6 separate regions of the Mus musculus genome follow, and all the other regions are linked to region 6. A link is a contact called in public Hi-C data. All regions are on one chromosome and are shown on one strand. The core of a region is the stretch at or near the end of the contact, and the rest is flanking DNA. Distances in the headings are between cores, read along the strand shown. Region 1 holds the start of 9430078K24Rik (RIKEN cDNA 9430078K24 gene). Region 2 overlaps Gm36132 (a long non-coding RNA gene). Region 3 overlaps Rad51b (RAD51 paralog B). Region 4 overlaps Gm46361 (a long non-coding RNA gene). Region 5 has its middle 24 kb from the start of Gm36834. Region 6 overlaps Rad51b (RAD51 paralog B).

Evidence for each region. A called contact is a pair of places that touch in the nucleus more often than the background predicts.
Region 1: a Hi-C map of uterus shows a contact between it and region 6, with 1.9 times the contacts expected there. The contact joins the promoter of 9430078K24Rik here to the enhancer-like site in region 6. A contact is called at or near these places in 1 of 15 datasets of contacts at CTCF or cohesin (the NIH/3T3 cell line), 2 of 484 Hi-C or Micro-C datasets (the 3T3-L1 cell line and uterus), 4 of 115 datasets of contacts at active chromatin or transcription factors (the NIH/3T3 cell line, epiblast stem cells, fibro-adipogenic progenitors and 1 more) and 1 of 9 other capture datasets (embryonic stem cells).
Region 2: a contact with region 6 is called in a Hi-C map of uterus, with 5 times the contacts expected there. The contact joins two enhancer-like sites. A contact is called at or near these places in 6 of 484 Hi-C or Micro-C datasets (myocytes, nephron progenitors and uterus), 1 of 115 datasets of contacts at active chromatin or transcription factors (stem cell-derived neural progenitor cells) and 2 of 9 other capture datasets (embryonic stem cells and embryonic trunk).
Region 3: a Hi-C map of uterus shows a contact between it and region 6, with 8 times the contacts expected there. The contact joins two enhancer-like sites.
Region 4: a contact with region 6 is called in a Hi-C map of muscle stem cells, with 1.9 times the contacts expected there. The contact joins two enhancer-like sites. A contact is called at or near these places in 2 of 484 Hi-C or Micro-C datasets (muscle stem cells and myocytes), 7 of 115 datasets of contacts at active chromatin or transcription factors (astrocytes, cardiomyocytes, differentiating embryonic stem cells and 4 more) and 1 of 9 other capture datasets (embryonic stem cells).
Region 5: a Hi-C map of uterus shows a contact between it and region 6, with 4 times the contacts expected there. The contact joins two enhancer-like sites. A contact is called at or near these places in 3 of 484 Hi-C or Micro-C datasets (bone marrow-derived macrophages and uterus) and 2 of 115 datasets of contacts at active chromatin or transcription factors (differentiating embryonic stem cells and embryonic fibroblasts).

What each region holds. Positions count from the first base shown.
Region 1 is chr12:79,934,332-79,937,539 of GRCm38.p6, reverse strand. 9430078K24Rik (RIKEN cDNA 9430078K24 gene) reads left to right here and starts at 1,276. Exons shown (of 4, transcript NR_131074.1): 1 at 1,276-1,353. 4933435C09Rik (a long non-coding RNA gene) reads right to left here and starts at 1,001. Exons shown (of 3, transcript XR_381736.3): 1 at 1-1,001. It overlaps Gm51985 (a long non-coding RNA gene), which reads right to left. Exons shown (of 2, transcript XR_003950201.1): 2 at 2,674-3,208.
Region 2 is chr12:79,857,989-79,861,295 of GRCm38.p6, reverse strand. Gm36132 (a long non-coding RNA gene) reads left to right here. Exons shown (of 4, transcript XR_381728.4): 4 at 662-2,453. Among named protein-coding and RNA genes, the nearest start is that of Gm36132, 7.9 kb to the left of the region's middle. Within about 2 kb of position 1,510, at least 105 of the 459 cell types and tissues checked have an H3K27ac peak or open chromatin away from gene starts, as enhancers often do. A contact at or near this core is called in uterus, where this site is marked.
Region 3 is chr12:79,806,046-79,808,965 of GRCm38.p6, reverse strand. The region is part of intron 10 of Rad51b (RAD51 paralog B); the gene reads right to left. Among named protein-coding and RNA genes, the nearest start is that of Gm36048, 8.6 kb to the right of the region's middle. Within about 2 kb of position 1,430, at least 38 of the 459 cell types and tissues checked have an H3K27ac peak or open chromatin away from gene starts, as enhancers often do. A contact at or near this core is called in uterus, where this site is marked.
Region 4 is chr12:79,903,758-79,906,680 of GRCm38.p6, reverse strand. Gm46361 (a long non-coding RNA gene) reads right to left here. Exons shown (of 2, transcript XR_001780641.1): 2 at 2,099-2,856. Among named protein-coding and RNA genes, the nearest start is that of Gm51985, 5.3 kb to the left of the region's middle. Within about 2 kb of position 1,665, at least 114 of the 459 cell types and tissues checked have an H3K27ac peak or open chromatin away from gene starts, as enhancers often do. A contact at or near this core is called in astrocytes, muscle stem cells and myocytes, where this site is marked.
Region 5 is chr12:79,993,557-79,996,682 of GRCm38.p6, reverse strand. No RefSeq gene overlaps it. Among named protein-coding and RNA genes, the nearest start is that of Gm36834, 24 kb to the left of the region's middle. Within about 2 kb of position 1,787, at least 61 of the 459 cell types and tissues checked have an H3K27ac peak or open chromatin away from gene starts, as enhancers often do. A contact at or near this core is called in uterus, where this site is marked.
Region 6 is chr12:79,502,184-79,505,373 of GRCm38.p6, reverse strand. All of the region lies in intron 7 of Rad51b (RAD51 paralog B), which reads right to left. Among named protein-coding and RNA genes, the nearest start is that of Rad51b, 210 kb to the right of the region's middle. Within about 2 kb of position 1,318, at least 138 of the 459 cell types and tissues checked have an H3K27ac peak or open chromatin away from gene starts, as enhancers often do. A contact at or near this core is called in the NIH/3T3 cell line, astrocytes, epiblast stem cells and 5 more, where this site is marked.

The DNA of each region.
Region 1 (3,208 bases), core at 27-2,526, 430 kb before region 6:
CATCTGGGAGGTGGGACATCTCCATAGGGTGATGGAGAAAGGTCACAGGCAGGGTTGGGACGAGAACTCTTGCCTTGTCTTTCCTCAATATTCTCTTTCTACTTGAAAAGAGAAGGATAAAGTCCTCCAGTGCTGGAGTCAGATGGCTTTAGTGTGTAGCCTGAAAGATTCAGTCTACTGGCCATGTGACTCCTCCACAGTACTAAAGGGAATAGATTTCTCCAATAGAGTGGTCCAGCTTGCCTCTTCCTCTGGGCCCCGGGAATTAGCTCATTAGACTCCTCTTGGGTGTCGAGACAATGGGTTGCCATGGGTACTCTCAGAACAGCACCCAACATGTAATGAGTTCTGTAGGGTGGGGTCATCCCCTTCTTCTCCCTCCAACTCTCCTTCTTTTCCCTTCCCTTCTTCCCCCTCCTCTTGAACCTAGGTCTGGTTAGCTGTGGACATTTGTCTATTTTGCTATAACCCCTGGCAGTTTCAGCGTGTTAGAGGAGTGTGGGAATCGGGCACTGGCCTGTGTCCTGCAGTGAGCCATAAAACAGCGGCAAAGGGAGCGGCCAGTGCAGATAGGCCTAGAGATGAAAGGCAGTGTGTTTTCCTTTCCAGAGTTCGGCTGTGTTCCTGAAGGCCCACAGCTTCCTCTGTCCTGCTGCTGGCTCTCCTTTTTTTTTTTTTTTCTCTTCCCAGTTCCCCTCAGGGATATCTTAAGAGGCAAACTTCCAGCACTAACAGGAGGTCTTTTGTTCTCCTAGTCTCAAAGTGGACTTTAACCCAGTTACTACAGACTGAGTCACAGTAAAAACAAACAAATAATAATACTTGGTTTTTCTTAAAGCCTCTTCCATTCCTGTTGACTGAAAAGGGGGAATCTGACACTTTCTTGGGCCTATGGGGGCTCTTCCCCACCCCAACCTTTTAGAGAGACAGTCTCAGAGAACCTTCCAGAACATTCTGGAGCTAGGCACTATGACTTGTTTTAGACTTTCATCTGATTTTGGGTGGTGTATGGACTCTGAGGAATTTGGGGGTCTCAGCATAGTCCTGGTAGGGCTCATCCTAGTCTGAGGAGCACTTGTTACACTCCTGGTGTGGACACATACTTACTCCTGGACTAGCCTCCCTTATTCACACTTTAGAGTCTTTATATGTGAAACTAGGGGATGAGGACATTCTCTGATTTTATCAAGAGAGACTTTGCGATTGACCCTGCTCTGCTAGAAGACGCTAGGGCAAATTAAGATGCTGTTTATAGCAGTCTGAGTCCATTCACTAAAAGCTTTATGGGCCCTTAGGAGTAGGGTGGGTGTCAGAGGAGAAAACCCCACTTCCTGGCCTCAGAAAGGCACACAGGTAAGCAGGGAAATGCGGAATCTTTTCCTGAGGTAAGATGGGTTTGTGTGAAGGGAAGGGGGTGACTGTTTCCATGGGGAGGGCATAGAAGTTTTTCCTAGGGGATGTAGCAATTGAGAGTGGAGCTGCTCAGGGAATGGAAAGTTGGGTGTTTAGGACAGGTGGAAGGAGCGAGGAAGGGTCCAAGGCATTGGGCTCATCAACAAAATGCTGTCTTAAGTATTTCTCTAAGAAGTTTTGCTTACATGTAAAAAAATATGGTTTTGCTTAAAGGCTCTTCTATTCCTGTTGACTGAAAGGGGGAACCTGACACTGCCTTGGGCCTACGGGACTCTTCTCCACCCCGATCTTTTAGAGACACAGTCTAGGAGAACCTTCCAGAACATGTGGAGCTTGGCACTGTGACTTGTTTTAGACTTTCATCTGATCTTGTTTAAGCAGACCTGGGCCTTCTCTTTTGTAAAAAGAGAAGAGTCTAGAAGAACATGCTACCAGCTTTGGAACTCTGTTCTAAGATGTCCGACTACATGCAACATTAAGACATGCCTGAGGCCACTAGTCCATCAGACACACTGCCCAAGGGTGTAGCCGTGGTTCCCAGTGAAAGGATTCCCATTCCCTAAGAGCTTGTCATCCTTAACTCCCCAGAGTGCAAGGACCTTGGGCAACACACTCATCACTCCCATCATGAAAAGCCAATTCAGGTGCTTGAAAATGCTGGTTCAATTAGCCCCAACTTCTAGGTCTTCTTTCTATGTGCCATCTCCAGAATCCTTGGGTAGATTGATGGTCCTCTGTGTGGCTATGGCTCATTCTTTACATTGTGACTTAAGCTCCATTCTCCAACAGCCCTCCTCCTGGGCTGTGAGCTCCTTAGAGGGAACTATGCTAAAGTACTTTTGTTTGTTTGTTTGAGATGGGGCCTCACTATGTAGCCTGGCTGTTCTGGAACTGGCTATGTAGACTAAGCTGGCCTCAAACTTATGGATATTACCTGCCTCTGTTTCCTGAATGCTGAGAATAAAGGCATGTACCATTGTCCCCAGCTAGTACTGTCAAACAGTCAATCTTTCCCAATGTTTGTTTCATAGACCTATAATGTGACCAAGGGATGGTTGATGGTGTATTCTGTTCTGTCTGACAAATAACAACAGAAATGTCACCTTCATCACCATCAACTTAATAGGCTTAGGCCTAAGACTTCCCACTGATCTCAGCCCTGTATAGAAAGAGATTTTTTTTTTCTAAGAAGCAACTCCCACTCCATCGTTTGAAATCTGACCAAGAGAATAATGGGAATCCAAGGCAGGAAACATTCTCTTTTTCAAGCCGATTTCTTTGCTTTAGTGAACCCAAGCAACATGAAAGAAGCCAGCATCTCTGGGTCCAGACCTTAGGCTCCTTACAGAGACTCAGCCTAGCCAGTTGGTGCTGGGGAACACCAGCCTCCCTCTTGGCCTGCCTTTTCTGGATTGGTTCTAAGAGGTTAAGAAAAAAAAATTCCAGGAGCAGACTTGCTCTCAGGGACAGTAGCTGGTTGATTTCTTCTGAGAAAATGGAAACCTTGGTCTTCTGATGTGTGCAGTGACAGACACAAGAGGAATTTTCCGATACAACCAGGGAGTAGATTTTCCAAGGACAGGCTGACCAAGAGAAGCCATCATCTGATCATGATCCAGAATTAGGTAATGTGGCACCCCCTGGAGCAGAAGAGGTGACTGGCTACCCCAGGAGGAAAGTTGTATTCTCTTCACTTTCTAGTGTGTGTGGTGATCTGCCACCAATGGGATTAAGGATTTCAAGACAGCTGGGTCATCTCAGTGCCATTTCCCCGTGGTGAGAAGAGACAAGATGT
Region 2 (3,307 bases), core at 261-2,760, 360 kb before region 6:
GCCCTGTGAGGAGTGAGAAGCCCCCTTGCTTCATCTCACTCAGGGTTTATGGGGGTCCATGTATTTTTCTTTCTACTCTGCTTTGGTCATCTCTCAGCGTTGCTCTGTGGGAGCCTTAAAGGGTTTAATTTTAAAACCAAAGCATATTTTTGAACCTTGGTATGTCTAAGTCCCTTCCGGCTCATGGCAGCTGTTCTCTGTGGACCCCTCTCTCCATGTGTCCTTGGCCAGGTTACTGACCTCTCTCTGTCCCCCTCCCATCTGCAACAAGGCTAATGACTGCAATCCCCATATAGGAGGGAGCAGAGGGTGCACCAGGGGACAAACCAAGAATAGGAAAGCATGAATATCTTAGCTGCCATTCTTATCCAAAAAGGAGGCGCAGCGTGAACCTCCTCTCTCAACCACACAACAAGCCTATTTTGTTGTTTTTATTTGTTTTCTTTCACTTAGTTCTGAGACAGGGGCTCACTATATAGTCTTGGCTGGCCCACAACCTACTTCATAGACCAGACTGGCCTTGAACTCACAGCACTGAGATAAAAAGTATTTGCCACCACACTGGGCAAAGCCAGCTTTACAGACCACCAGAATGTTGCGTTTATGTCACCCAAGTAAATGCATTTTTTTAAAGCAATGTGTCACCTTGTTCTTTCTACAGGAATAGAATTCCTTCAAGGACCATTTCTTACAGGAGAGGGAAGACATGGAGGCACAGTAAATGGGTAGGTGACAGGCAAATGGAGAGCCTGGCACTCATGTCAAGGACAAGATAAAGCCTGTCTGCACGGGCTGAAGTAGGGACATTCAGCAAAGTGGTTTTTCTCTGGGCTGTTTGGTGCTTACAGTTTGCCCAGATCCTAACCCAAACTCAAACTGGAACTTCCTGGATGGCGCCACCTTGCCTTGGCAATCCTTAATTTATTAACTCAAAATGCTTCCCAGATCCTGCCCAAGACCTCTCTAACCTGGCTCCCAACTCTCTGTGCTCAGACTCACTGGCCTGCACTGTCACAGCTTTGAATGGGACTGTCCTTGAGATCCATAAAGAAGTACTTCCCCCGGATCCCTCACCAGCCCAAGGCCACTTGCAACCTTCATGGGGGTGTGGGGGGGGGGGGGAGAAACACGACACTGTCCTGGTTTCCACTGGCAGCAACGGTTACTCAGGCTGCCTCCAAACAGCCAGAAGAGTTCCAGAGTCCACAGATCTTGCTTCTCAGTGGCACACACATTCATAGACTTCTCTAAGGTGCTTCCCTGCAGGAGAGCTCTCTGTGAGCTAGGTCCTTACACAGGAGTCTCTGCTGAGGAAAAGCCTTGGACGTGGGGTTAGGAAAGCTGTCAGAGGCTGTTTTGCACAACATCAAACACATTCCAGGCCTTATCTAATCAGGGAGCCTTCTTCAACAGCCATGCAGAGGCTGTTCCTGCAAAGCATTCCCCAGGCAGGGCGAGGGCCTTGATTCTAGAGGCAGAGTAATGGCTCTTTTGGCACAGGCAAAGCTGCCTGGCAGCTGGAGCTTTGAGGTAACCTCTGACCCTCTCCCACAGTTCCTCCCAAGTCCCGCCGCACCACTCTAAGCCACCCTCAAATCCCAGGCTCTAATTGGCTCTGGTTTGTTTTGCCTTTCTCTTCTGTCCAGTGCTTCAAAAGGCACTTCAATAATTGTTTGAGGCACGAAAAAGGCAGGGTTCAGCTTTCCTAACTGGAATTGGAGGTAATTACTGTCTTCCATATTCGAGCCGGTACATGCTGCAAATCACATGGCTCTGGGTTGCTTTCCAGCGGGGTGGCCAGGTCTCAGAGCTACAAGGAGGATTATAGAACTTCACAAAGGCTCTGCTTCAGAGAGAGAAGAATCGACAGGTCTCAGAAGTGCTAGAGGAGTTGTTTATACTCTTCTGCTGTCCGCTCGAGACTGTCCTGAGAGGTTTGGTCTGAAGAGACTTCAACTCTACCCTGGAAGTTTGGGATTTGCTTTTTTATTTTGTTTGCTCTCAATGGGCAGGAACTGACCCCTCCACACACACACACACACACACACACACACACACACACACACACACACACACACACACATAAGCCCCTTCTTGTTTGAAATTAATAACCACATGCTCGACCTAGGCTGCCCAACTTCAGAACAGAACTTCAATGAGTGAGGCTAAGACCCACCTCCAAGAACCAGAATAAGGATTCCATTTTGTGCATTCAAAACAGCAAACCCAAATGTGGAGAGTCTCTGGATCATCCCCCTTCTGCTCCTTGTGGACCCGGAGGGCCTTGTTTAATCGATCAGCTGATTCACAGGACGTCACTCACAGTGAGAGCGGTTGCTGACCCAACCTCAGAGGGTGTGTGAGGTCCACATGAGGTTAGCCCATGTGAAGTGCCTGTCTGGGATCTGTGTATACCAAATGTTCAATAAATATCAGCTAACAGTCACTGTCAAGGAGGGCCTTCTGATGCCAAAGGAGCCAGTCTGAACAGAGCCACCGTGAAATAGTACAATGAAGCAGGAAGGGCTAGGGTGCCAGCCCCAGTGTGAAGTGTCTTCCCTCCAAAGGGAATTGTCTTAAACATCTGAAGTTACCTCTGTCTCAGCCTGGCTCTCGCTCACCATCCTGAACGATCTCATCCAGGTGGAGGGCTGCTGTCCCCACTGTGCTTCTGGCCCTTCTCTTTCCAATGTCCTCCTCAGAGCTCTCAATGTCCTCGAACCTTGACTCCAGGTCAGTAAAGCCGATCAAACCGCACATCCCGGCAAGGGCTCGGTGGAAATCCCCTCTGAGCAGGTGACCTTTACAGGTCGCACACGTTGCTTTCATAGTCTTGAGGACAATGCACAGGCACATACTTATCTGTGTATTTGTCTCATATCTATTTCTAGATAAACTAAAGTTCATGTGAACGAGGCCAAGTTTCTCTGTCCTTTCTTCCTTAACACAGATGACGGTTTGCCTGTGAACTTTCTTTATTCTGTTTATGCAGATCTGAGTGATCGACTAGAGATCTAGCAGGTCCTTTCTGTATATTTGCTGAAGGAATGACTTCTTTCTCTGTCTCTCTGTCTCCCTCCTCCCTTCCCTCCCTCTCTGTGCGGTAATGGTATTGGGAATTGAACTCGGGACCTTGATCACATTAGGCAAATGTTCTACCACAAGCTGCATTCTTCGCCCTCAAACCATGATTTCAAAGCAGAGACAGTTCCTGTCGTCGGGAAGAGTTTCTGGGCACAAAGAGAGGCTGAAAAAACACTTGAGATCACATCTTGTTTTTCTCAAGTGGGGCCATTTGGCTTTGTCT
Region 3 (2,920 bases), core at 181-2,680, 300 kb before region 6:
CACCCTCTTCAATCACTGGGCCAGCTTCCTCCTTGGAAGGTCCTTCACCCAGTCAGACTCTAGAAGGGTCAGCTGGCCTCTCCCAGCCTGCACCAATCCCTCTACCCCTAGCATCAGCCACACACTTGGCTTCCCATCTCTGCTCCCATCCCAGTGCTGTTTTTTTCTTTACTTATTATACATAAGTACATTATAGCTGTCTTCAGACACACCAGGAGAGGGCGTCAGGTCTCATTTCAGGTGGTTGTGAGCCATCATGTGGCTGCTGGGAATTGAACTCAGGACCTTCGGAAAAGCAGTCAGTGCTCTTACCCGCTGAGCCATCTCCCCAGCCCTAGCGGTGCATTTGCATCTCACTGAGACCAGGGGCACGAGCAGAGAGATGTAGGTCAAACTGGAGCTCCCCGTGAAGTCTCTCTTCCCCGATCGTAGCCTGGTGCTCAGACGCCCACCCCTATTAAAACCTATCCCCCAAATCAATGGCTTTCCTGCTTCCCTCCTGAGCCCTCCACCTTCAACCCAGTCCATCAGTCCTGGCAGTCCATCAGTCCATCAGTCCTCTCTGCTTCGTTCAGCCCTGTTACCACTTGCTAGTACTGAGGCTTCCAGGGAGGGTAAAGGAAAAGTAGATTCCCAGTTCCTCTCCATTCCCAACATCCTCCTTCCAGTGGTACAAAGGACCGAACTCTCCCTCGGACTCCACCTGGGCCCCTGCTAACGGCCAGGGCCCTTGGAAGCTGGTGGCCACTGGGTGCTTGGCTCCCTCTCCTTTGGGGTCTAAGTATTTCCTAGGCCCTAGAGGGCCTAGCGTGAGGAGGCAGAACCCCAGACAAATGCAGGGCAGACAAAGAAGATGCAAACAGGATGGTATTACCATGTTAACGGCTTCGGTCCAGCAGCCTCCTGAAGATGCCTGGGAGGGTGCTTTTCTTTCTTTTACTTTTTCTTTTCTTTCTTTCTTTCTTTTTTTTTTTTTTTTTTTTTTTTTTTTTTTTGCCAAAGGAGAATAGTTCCGCTTTCTATTTTACTACAACAATAGCATGGACTGGCTCCTTCAAGGGTTTCAAAAAGCAGCTTGAGAAATCTCTAACCACCCCCTTGGTCTTTCCAGCCTGCCCTTTCATTGTCTCTCCCATGCCAGTGAACAAAGAGGAGGGACGGTGTCAGGCCCCCAGTCGCAGCCGCCTGCATCTCGCCGTCCTAATCCTTGAGAACTCGTGAGGGGAATGGCCTGTGGAGCTGGTCAATCACATCTCGCCTTCACCTTTCATTCTCTCCCTCTGCTGTGCACAGAGAGCTTCAGGTATTAGCAATCTTTGGGGTTTGCAGAGGGATAAAAGGCACCGAGGGACCATTCCCACGGTCACTCACAGCCCCACCCCCAGAGCAGCCAGCGTGAGCTAACAGTGCTTTCCCACCACTCCAGCCTCACTCTCTCCTCCAGACTGACAGGAAGCTACAATGGCACCTGCCATTCTCTTAGTGGTAGCCTATAGGACCTGCCCCAGCCTCTTAGGTAACCTCCCCACTGCCCTCCTCTGTGTCCTGCAGGCAGGAACTGCAGGCTTCCACCAGGAAAGCTTTGTGGCTTCAGCTGCAGGCACCTCTCCAGGTTTATTATACAGGGAGCAGGGATTCTCTGCTTTAAACCTGGGGACTACGCAGGGCTTCCGGCATGCTCAGCTGCTAAAATCGGGGTGAGAGTAAGCTTGTGTGTTTCAGCCTGTGGTGATCTCAAGGTAACGCCTGTGCTGAGAGGAGAGACAGAAGTATGTGGTCTCCCAGGAGAAGTGGGTACATGGAAGTCTGGAGGCCTTTAGGGATGGCTCAGGCTGCCTACTGCAGTCTAAGCCACAGGTCACTTGTGGTCTACATACATAACTCACCATGTACATACAGACACACTTATGGATTGGTCCTTTCACATGTGATATAACCTGATAATTTCCTGTTCTCCTTCCTCTCCTCCCCCCCCAGTCCCCCCCCTTTTTTAAGATTTATTTTATTTATCATATGTAAGTACACTGTAGCTATCTTCAGACACCAGAAGAGGGAATCGGGTTTCATAACGGATGGTTGCAAGCTGCCATGTGGTTGCTGGGACTTGAACTCAGGACCTCCGGAAGGGCAGTCAGTGCTCTTAACCGCTGAGCCAGCTCTCCAGCCCCCTCAATGCTGGTTCTTACGAACCAGTTTCATTGCTGACTGATAACAGGTTACTGTATGGTTCTTAAAAGCTGGGGCCCCAGAGACTTTTCTCCAAATCACACAGCAGAGTTGGAACGGAAAACCAAGCACTCTTTCTGATAAAAATGAGGCTCAGGTTTTCTGGGGAGAACAACTCTAGTCCCTAACCTCCACCCCCACCCCCATCTCCCCAGAAGAGTCAGGAGCACATGGTGGCAAGAGGGCAGGGCATGAGAGGTTCAGAGGCATTGCTGACAGGAGACAGAGTTCCCTCACAGGGAAGTGCTTCTGGGGGAACTGGGACCAGCAGCCAGTGAGGTGTGGAGCCCCGCCCCTGGGAATGTTTTCTATTGGTTGGAAACTCTTCATCCTGACATTTTCTTGAATTCTCTTCTTTCTTGGACATATTGATCCAGGTCCATCCCCTTCAGTAACATATTTTCTTTGCTGGTTTCTAGTTTCTTCTGTAGCTATATTTATTATTACTATTAATTATTATTACTGTGTATTTGCATGCATATGCTCATGTACATACATGACATAGCATGCATGTGGAAGTCAGAGGACAACTTTTGAGGCTTGTTCTCTTCTTCTACCTTCTGTTTTTTTTCTTTTTCCTTTTTAGATTCTATTTTATGTGTAAGAATATATCGCCTGCATATATGTATGCACACCACATGTGTGCCTGGTGTCCACAGAGGCCAGAAGAGGCATCAAATCCCCTGGAATTGGA
Region 4 (2,923 bases), core at 416-2,915, 400 kb before region 6:
TTGTTCTCAAGGTTTTCCACTTCAGCTGCAACCCAACCTGACAATCAAGAGCATTCCAGGCCTGAAATCCAGCCCTATCCTGGTATCTTGAGAAGGTGCTTTGTGGTGGTTGTGGTCGGCCGTGTGGGGAGACAGTGGGATTTCCACCCATTCTGAGGTTAAGGCTGCTGGGTGCTGACCGTGGGAAGCTGACAGACTCTGTGGCAGTAAGGGCTGAAAATACTTCCCCAACCCACACCACCCTCAAGCCTTTAGGAAAGGGAGCAGATCCCACTCGGCCTTGCAGGCCTGAGCTGCAACACCAGGCTCAGCAGGCTCTGTTACCAGAAAGTGCTAACAGGGGCAGCCCAGGCCTCTGTGAGAGACCTCCCTTGAAAGGATCCTGGCCAGTCCTCTGGCCAATACCCACTGAGAGGCAGAGAACAACCACGAAGGAAGAAATGAGAAGCCTGAAGGTTTATAGGGAGGCTATTTGGCCCTACCCAGCCTCTCTGTGGGCTCTCTCAGCCACTATCCATAGAGCTTGAGGTTTAAAGAATGCAGGGAAGAGAGAACAGGCCCCAAACTGATTAGGACCCAACTTTCCAAACAGACACAGGTCACCCTCTTCCTGCCCCAAACACCAGGCAGAGCAAATGCTATTAATAACTGCAGCCTCTCTCCAGGCCACGAGGGCTGAGCCTGCTCCTCCAACTCGGCCAGCTGTTCTGAAACAGGTTTGGGAAAGTAATCTTTGGCACGTAATGAAAAGGGTGTGTAAGGGAGGGGGGTGCCCAAGAGTTCTCTATCAGGGCCAATATTATTTTTAATTGCCGAGAATCAGCCTGTGGCCGTTACTCAAGGCTGCAGAGACCGGGTTTGCCAGGGATCGGAAACCAACTTCAAGAGGAGTTGAAAAGCTCATTCCAAAGACTGTTCATTACTGAGCTGTGGCTTCTTGTGGAAAATCAGGTTATGTCTTGACGTTTGTACAATCCATTCTCCATGCCACCTCTCTCCCCCCTGTATCCCGCCGAGAGAGTGAGCGAGCAGTGAATTTGAGTTATCTGGGAATTTTAGTGTCTGACCCCCCCCCACAACCTCCACCCCACCCAAAGCATGACCGATGGCCCATTTTTCAAGCCAAATCTTGCCCCATGTAGGCAGCTGTCATGGAACCACAGAAAGTACTTGAAGGAGCACAAGCAATGGCTGGTTCTAATCTGGAGGGGGAAGAATATGAATTAACAAGGCAGTTCCTTATGGAAGAATGTTTTCTTTTCTTCAGCCTCAGCCTGCATATTTTCACAACATGTGTACTCTGTTACCTTGTCACTTCCCTGTTTTCTTTGGGTAAATAACTGGGCTCTGGACTTCAGGAAGAAAGAAAGAAACCCAGCCCAGGAGTGTCACTAAGGCAGGCCTGGCTAGCTGAACTAGCAGGGAGGAAGGAGTCTGTGCTGAGGGCCAAGGCAGCTTGTGCAGACTCAGTCTGGCCGGCCTAGCAGGGGCTGTTCACTGATCTCTACAGGTACTGGTGTGGGAGTGAGAGACCCGGGCACTGAACTGCCCAGCTGGGCCCTGTGCTTGGCAGACCTCAAGGCTGCAGGAAGTAAACAACTCTCCTTAGCTGAGTCAACTGTGAAGGCCTCTCTGAACCCAGCAGAGTCAACAAGGCTCACAAAGGCTCTTCTGCCAACTCTGCCCTTCCACTGGCCAGTGAGGCAGCAGGGATGAGAGAGGCCACTCTTGTGGTTCCCAGCAGTGAACCAGGGAGGAACTGGCAGGAGCCAGGGCCTTCTGTGGAACATGGGATAGGCTCTTCCTCCAGATCGAGAAAGTGTTTGGATGTGTTGGTGATGGAGTCCCGTGCAGATGTCCAAAGGCTTCTGTTCTTGTCTTCCAGGGATGCTGGGCTTTTCACTTGAACATTCCCCTGTGGTGTCTGTCACCTACTCCAGAAGAGGTAGAAAATAAATAAATAAATAAATAAATAAATAACCACTGGGCCACTAACTGGATGTCTTTCAAAGTTGCACTATTAAAGAAGGCATGAGATGATCCGTTGTGGGTTCCTTTAATGAGTGAAGATCTTTTCATTATAGAGCAGCAATGACTCTTTTTGATTTTGATTACATTTTTATTTCTTCATCTGTGCACGTGTGGGCACACATATAGGCGGTGGTCAGGAGACAGCTTGCAGAAGTCAGTTCACTCCTTCCACCACTGGGTCCCAGTGAGTCAAAGTTGGGGTGGTCAGGCTTTGTGCAAACCCCTAATCCACCCAGCTACTTCACCAGCTGAGTAACAGCAACTCTTACTTACTCAGCTCTTCACCACTGATAGTCAGAGAAGAAAATCAGAATTAGAAATGATGGATGACTCACGCCTATAATTGCAACACTTGGGTGACTGAGGCAGGAGAATTATGACTTTCAATCCGACCTGGGGTACATAGCAAGGTCTTGTGTTCCCCCCGCAAAAAATTAAACAGAATATAGAACCAATAAAATAATACTATCTTATTGCTCTTGATATTATATAGCATGTAAAAGAAGTTAAGTTTGCCATGTGTCACAGCATGCTTGCAGGAGAAACTGAGGCATACCTATTCAGAGACTGAGACTCTCATAAAGTCCAACAGTGGGCTTGGGAAAGGAAGGGTTAACTGGCTGTTGTCTGGGTGGCTGCATACCTATGTTTCTTTTTTTTTTCCATCTGCTCAGGAGCCTTTGATTCCAACCTTGAAATTCCCTGTCTCACCTTGTAGATCACACAGCCCTCCAGCCTTCCTGGGACAGATCTTTGGAACTTTAAAGTTGAATTTTCGGTTGCAAAGGTCTGGTCCTCATCTGCTGAGCACCTCTTTATATATCCCTGGAGTGAGGCAAATGTCCACAGGAGGGGTCACTTTGATGCTCAGGATGATCAGGATGGTGACTTT
Region 5 (3,126 bases), core at 538-3,037, 490 kb before region 6:
CGTGTGTGTTTGTGTGTGTGTGTGTGTTTGTGTGTGTGTGTGTGTTTGTGTGTGTGTGTTTGTGTGTGTGTGTTCATGTGCACTCATGTGGAGGCAGGATATTGATGCTGATATCCTTTCCTCAATTCCATCCTATTTGCTGAGACAGGGTTTATCTCCAAACCCAGAGCTCTATGATTGGATTAAGCTGATTGCTCAGCAAGCTCCAGGGATCTAAGTTTCTTCTTTACCTTGCTAGGGTTACACACAGATCACCACATCCAGCTTTTTATGTGGCTATTGCAGATCTGAACTTAGGTCCTTGTGCTTGTGAGGTAAGCCCTTTCCTGAGCCATCTCTCTAGCCTCTGCCTCATTTTTTAATGGAGAAGCAAAATAGAAATGGGATGGCACTTGGGATGAGGTATGGACGAGGTAAGAGAAGGTCACATGGAGAACATATGAAGAGAGCAAATGTGATGAATATGAAGGGTAAGAGTGAGGTCTTTGGGTATCTGAAAAGTGTTGATACAGGAGGGCTTTGCCTATGAGGGCCATAAAGAAAGCACCAGTGGGTGTCAGTTAAAGGCAGGGTGACTGGATCATATTCTGTGGCTAGTAGAACAGCATGTGGTGACATGACTCTGGCTGTGTTAGAGGTATTGGAGACATAAACTGTTAGAGAGGAAACAGTATCATCACATGAACAGGAGGTCCATGAGCCTAAAGAATCCCTGTGGACTCGACATATCCAATGCACGGCTGATGCTTGCTTTCTGTATCTCCTTCACACTACTGCTCATCAGCTTTGGTGAGGGGGCGGTGGTGGACCACATCCAGTAACTAGTCTTTAGTGCTTGGATCTCTGGCACTCCAAGACGGGCATTTCTCTTCAAGAGACTTTGGGGGGAATCTTTGAAAATGCAGATTTCCCCAGCATAGAGGAAGATCCTGGGTGTTCAGGCAGACCTGGGTGTGGCACACCTTTTTTCCTGAAACCCCAGACAGGTAATTTGCATCAAGCATCATCAACTCCCAGGAGTGGCTGAAGGGCTTCTGTCCCAGAGAGCCTTTGTACTAGTCTGTTTCCTGTGCTGTGCTGTGGGAATAATGATGACTACCATGCAGCATGTTGTAAGGAATGTATGAATGGATATCTGGGAATCCTGGGGCCAAGTCATAATCGCCACTCTTTCCATGCATTCACAGAGCTCAAAGTGATAGCCATGTCTGTGAAATCTTGGGTATCAGATACTCACTCAGGCCTTTATGTGAAATATGTGCACTTCTTTCCTTTAAAGTTGCTGGAAAAAGTTGGCATTTGGGGGCAGTTCCTGAATGGATGCACTGCTTCAGTAGCCTCCGACAATGCTTGTGCAACCCCCCCCCCCCACACTAACATCCCCTTGGATGCTCTAAAGGATGGTCTCTTGGGCTCCTTGTCCTAAGTTCAATGAATAGCCTGCCAGCTTCAGAAACCACTGCAAGGAGTGGCCATTCCTTTCCCTTCCCCATGGTTTCAGCCCCACAAGGCCTCTTCAGAGAAACCTGGTGTCTCTTTCCCCTGGACATTCTGTGCCACACAGTCAATCCCATCACGGTAGGTTCCTGCCTTCCAACCAGAGACATAAACACATGCTAGAGGTCTGGGACAAAGGTTCTGTTCTGGACCCACCTGAATTTTTATCTCCATTTTAAAGAAAGACTAGACAGACGCCCAATAAAAGCTTGCTGTTTAGGCTTTCAACCTTGTCACTAATCCCTTTGTGAAGTCAGAAGCAGGAAGAGTAAACATGTTAGCATTTATTCAGCTGACTGACGACAACATTGGGCAACTGTTTGTGATTTACAAACTAGAGCTGCCCACGGGCTCCACTCATGTGGCCGACGGCGTGTCTTTGTCTTAGTGATTGCAAATATTGTTAAAATAAAGCAGGAGATTTTTACGGGAAACTACGGATCTCTGGGCTCTCTTTAAAGAATCCAACAGAAACTGAGTCATGGCTTATCTCTAGGTCCCCTATATGTTGTGTTTTGGGCTTCTGCTGGTTCCCATAGGCATCTGAGTATTCAGCCCAAGGTTTGTTAGTTTCAAAGCTTGTGACTTCAACAGGAAAATCGGGAAACATTGAATTTGGAGACATTTGGCTTCCTGGGTTTATTTCCTGACTCACTATAGCTTGTGTTCTTCCAGCTTCCTCCAGCCCAACAGTCCCTTTCCTGTGGTACAACCAAAGCCTAGTAATGCCCACTGTGTGGGCCACGCCCCTTTGCCCATGTTCACAGTTCTTCGAGGTCCCCCTGAACCATGCCAGCTTTAGGAGTGCTAAGTGGGGGGCTGGGGTGGGGTCAGGCTTCAGCCTGGCTGTATTTCCTTGACTTCGCTTTATCTCAGAGACCGCAGTAGTTCCCAGGCATGGGGGAGGGGGTGGCCTGTGATGGCTGGCCTTCTCCAGAACCTCCTATCAGAGCAGTAATGGTCTGCTTGTCCTGTTACAGTGATCCTGAGACTGCCCACACTCAACAGGGCAGGAGGGACCCTGCTGGGGTTCTGCTTCCTGCTCTCTGCAAGGGCAGATTTCAAAGCTCTCAGTTCACTCCTTCTTCTCTGCCCCCTCCCACACTCCTTTCCTCCCCAACATTCCTTGTTTCTTGTTTATATTGCAGAAAACATCTGTGAGAGTAAATGGCCGGGATGAAAGATCTTGGCAAAGGGCTATTTTTCTTTGCTTGGCTTCAAGGGAGCCAGATGAAGACTTGAGCCTCACAGAGCCTTCCCCCAAGCCCTGGCCCCAGAGGGGAGAGAACTAGATCTGAAGGAAGACAGACCAGAAGGTGGCCCAGCCAGGCTCCCCAGGCTGGAAGGTTGTTTTTCCACTAGAACTGGCTGGCCCGGAGGAAAGTAGATCCCCTGTGTGTCCCCAGATGGTTCTGTGGGGGGTTTCCTGCCTACTCTGTCCCCTACTGTTCCGCACTCTTCTGGGTTTGGTGACCTGTTTTGCAGGGGAGATTCTCACACCTTTTCTGTCTCTTGCCTTTCTCCAGAGCAGTTGTGCAGTGCAGGAAGTGGCTGCCTGGGCACTGCACACACTCTTTTTCTAAAGCTTTATACAGTTTTATCCAAGCTAGTGACTTCTCTGGGTCTTAG
Region 6 (3,190 bases), core at 69-2,568:
TGGTTTGGTTTAAAGGCAAGATCTCCCGCTACAGCTCAGGCTGCCACTGGACCTTTGTTACTTCTCTGGACTACTTAAGGCTCTTGAGTATTACAGGCACCACACCTGGCTTAGGTTCTAAGTCTCAATTTCCAGGATCAATGGATTTTTTTTTTTGAGACAAGTTCTTGCTCAGGCTGACCTTGACTTTGAGATTCTCCTGCCTCACCGCTTGAAGTGCTAGGATTACAAGTGTGAGCCTTGAATAAAATTTAAAGGTGTTTTAACTATTATAGTTTAGTAACAAGAGACAGAGCCAATTAGAAATACATATTTGAACAGATGCTTTTGAACACAGATTAGGAAAGTTACCTCTAAAACTGAATTCTACAAATGATTCTCGTAAATTGGGATGGGAACAGGAAGAGAGAAGAAAAAGAATGAAAGAAAAGGAAGAGAAGAAAGAGGCTTGTAAGTCTAAAATATTTAAATCCCCCCCCAAAAGAGAAGTGGGGGGTAGTGGGTCTTTTCTTCTTGATGATAAAAGATTTAATGAGGTGCTAACCCTCATTAGGAAGATCCTAAGATCTGTGGGTAATGAGCCTGTTTTTAAGACACACTAATTTTGCTAAAAGCAGTTGCTGTTAAAAGCTGTTAAAGTATACAGAGAAGCAATGTAACAAACCAGCAAACTACACTTCTGATTTTTGTCATGCTACCAACCTATACTTATCCAGAAATGTTAACTGCCAGCCATCTTTTATCTAATGCAGATTTCATCCTTCACCACCCATCCTTTGCCACAGAAAGCAACAACGTCATTTGGAGTGGAAAACTCTGGGAAGAAAAAACCCAAGCCATGGAAAAAAATGTTCAACAGCAATCTGCCTCCAGCTCTGCAGATTATCAAGCTTGCCCTTGCCTCTTGGGTCTAGAAGCTAGACTTTTGTGCCCAGAATATGGCTGGATGAGGAAGGCAGTTTCAAATCACACCCTGAGGGCTAGGAACAGAACACTTAGTCTATAGTCTTCCAAAGAGGATTGAAGGCTGGACTATAGAGGCCCCTTTCTGATTGGCTCTTGGTGATGTCATGGCCATGTCTCCAGGGCCCAGGAAATTCACCATGACTAATGGAGCCCTCATTTGTGAATACACATTCCATCTCAGAGAAGCAGCAACAGTCTGAGTGTCAGGGCAACACAGATGGCCCAGTTAGGGAATGCCAGCCAGCCACGCACAGAGGGGCTCAGAAGTCCTGAAATAAGCTATTGGTTCATGTTCTCAGTAAACCCTCACCAACTACCTGGACACTGGTGGCCTGTACCTACTGAAGAACATGAACTCTAAACAGAAAAGCAATCACTGAGACAGGATCAATATCCTTCCAGACTTCTAGTGTATTACAGCAGGCATGGGCAATTTTTTTTCTGTAAAGAACCTGATACTATTAATTTTAGCCTCTATACCACACAATCTTTATTGAAACTAGTCATTCCTGTCAATAAGGCACAGAGACAGCAAGTGACAATATATAATAATGAAGCACAGTGCTGCTGAGATAAAACAGGACTTACAAAGTCCACCATCAGACTGGCTTTGGCCCATGAGCTATTATTTGCTGACCTGTGTTTTTATTAAATATTAACCCACCTCTTCCCTGCCACTTATGGGAACCAAGTACTCACAGATAAAGGTACAGTTACAGGAAAGCATATGAAAGAGTTTTCCACAACATGCCTCTCATGACATTCTACTAGGATATAAAGACGCTGGAGTGCTTCTCTGTAAACTTTGAGAATATCGATTCTAGAGATAAATGTTTGGGTATGAATGCTGCCCCTGTTATCATTCAGTATAAGGCCTTACATAGTTATGTTCCTCTAAGAGTGGGCTTTCTCATCTACAAAATAATAATCCAAGTTGTGCCTGCTAGTAGGGCTAGGCTGAAAGTTCACTGAGATAATGTTTGAGCGGAGCTCAGCATACTACCCAGGACACTTCAGCACTCAACAGTAACATGCTACGAATGTCAAGGTTAGTACAAGTGATCACAATTACCGCTCTTGACCGCCGATGCTCAAAGAGAAGCAGCATGGGACACTATAAATGCTAGAACACTCTGAACTTCTTTCCAAAGCCATTAATTCCTATTAATGCCATCATTACATTAATAGCTACACACAGTTTGACAATGAACATATAACTGAACTGTCCCTATATTAAACGACTGAGCTGTGAGCCGCCTGTTATCATCATGAGCAACATGATGATGAATGTCTCTGAACACATGCCTTTGAACGCTGATTCAGTTTTATATTTGGGGGCGAAGATGTAAATCTGCATATTTTAGAGAACTGTCTGTTGTCCTGCCAACTGGCTCTCCAGAAAGGCTGTGCTTGTTTCTGTTTCTACCATTCCTGTCAGGATCCAGTTCTTACCATTCTTGACAAGCCTACGACTACTTTATTTTAAAATTGGGGGAGGGGGGGGCGAGAATGAAAACCTGAACTCACTGAATGATTTGCACAAATTTAATAAAAAAGTTAAATGTTTTCTTTGGCCTACAAGTTTATGAGACATTTAATAATTATTTTGATTAAGGACAGATCTTTCCAGAGCCGTATGATTCATAAATATTATGATGATAATCCTACTTTATGATGAGAAAGCTGGAGGCCAGAAACCCACTATAGAAAGCCAAAGTACTCCAGACAAAGCAAAAGATATATGGGAACACAAACAAGAAATAAACTTTGCTCTGTGCAGGGCCACACAGAGTTCACCAGAACATGGCAGGCAAGACTGAGCTTTGCATAGAAGACAAAAATCAGTGTCTTCTTGCGAACACATCTGACTTTTCTTCCTTTTGGATTATATCAAATGCTTGAGCCCTTTTATTTTCTGATGTAAAAGTAAATAAGACCAAAAGTCTTCTTCCTGGAGAGAAAGCCCAAACCACCTGAGTTCTTCCAGGAAAAGTCCTGGATCTAGACAACTGTTAAGGTTTACCTCCTTCACTCCGCCTCACTGTCTGTACTTGCTTCTAAATACTCGTCATAATTTGAAACTGCATTGCTCATTTGCTTGTAACAGTTCCAAGGGCCACAAAACAGACAACTTTTCCTCTTTACTGTATTTTCAACACCTACAACAACACCTAGCTCACAACAAAGGGCCTGTACATATTGATTGGATGGATGCATACAGATG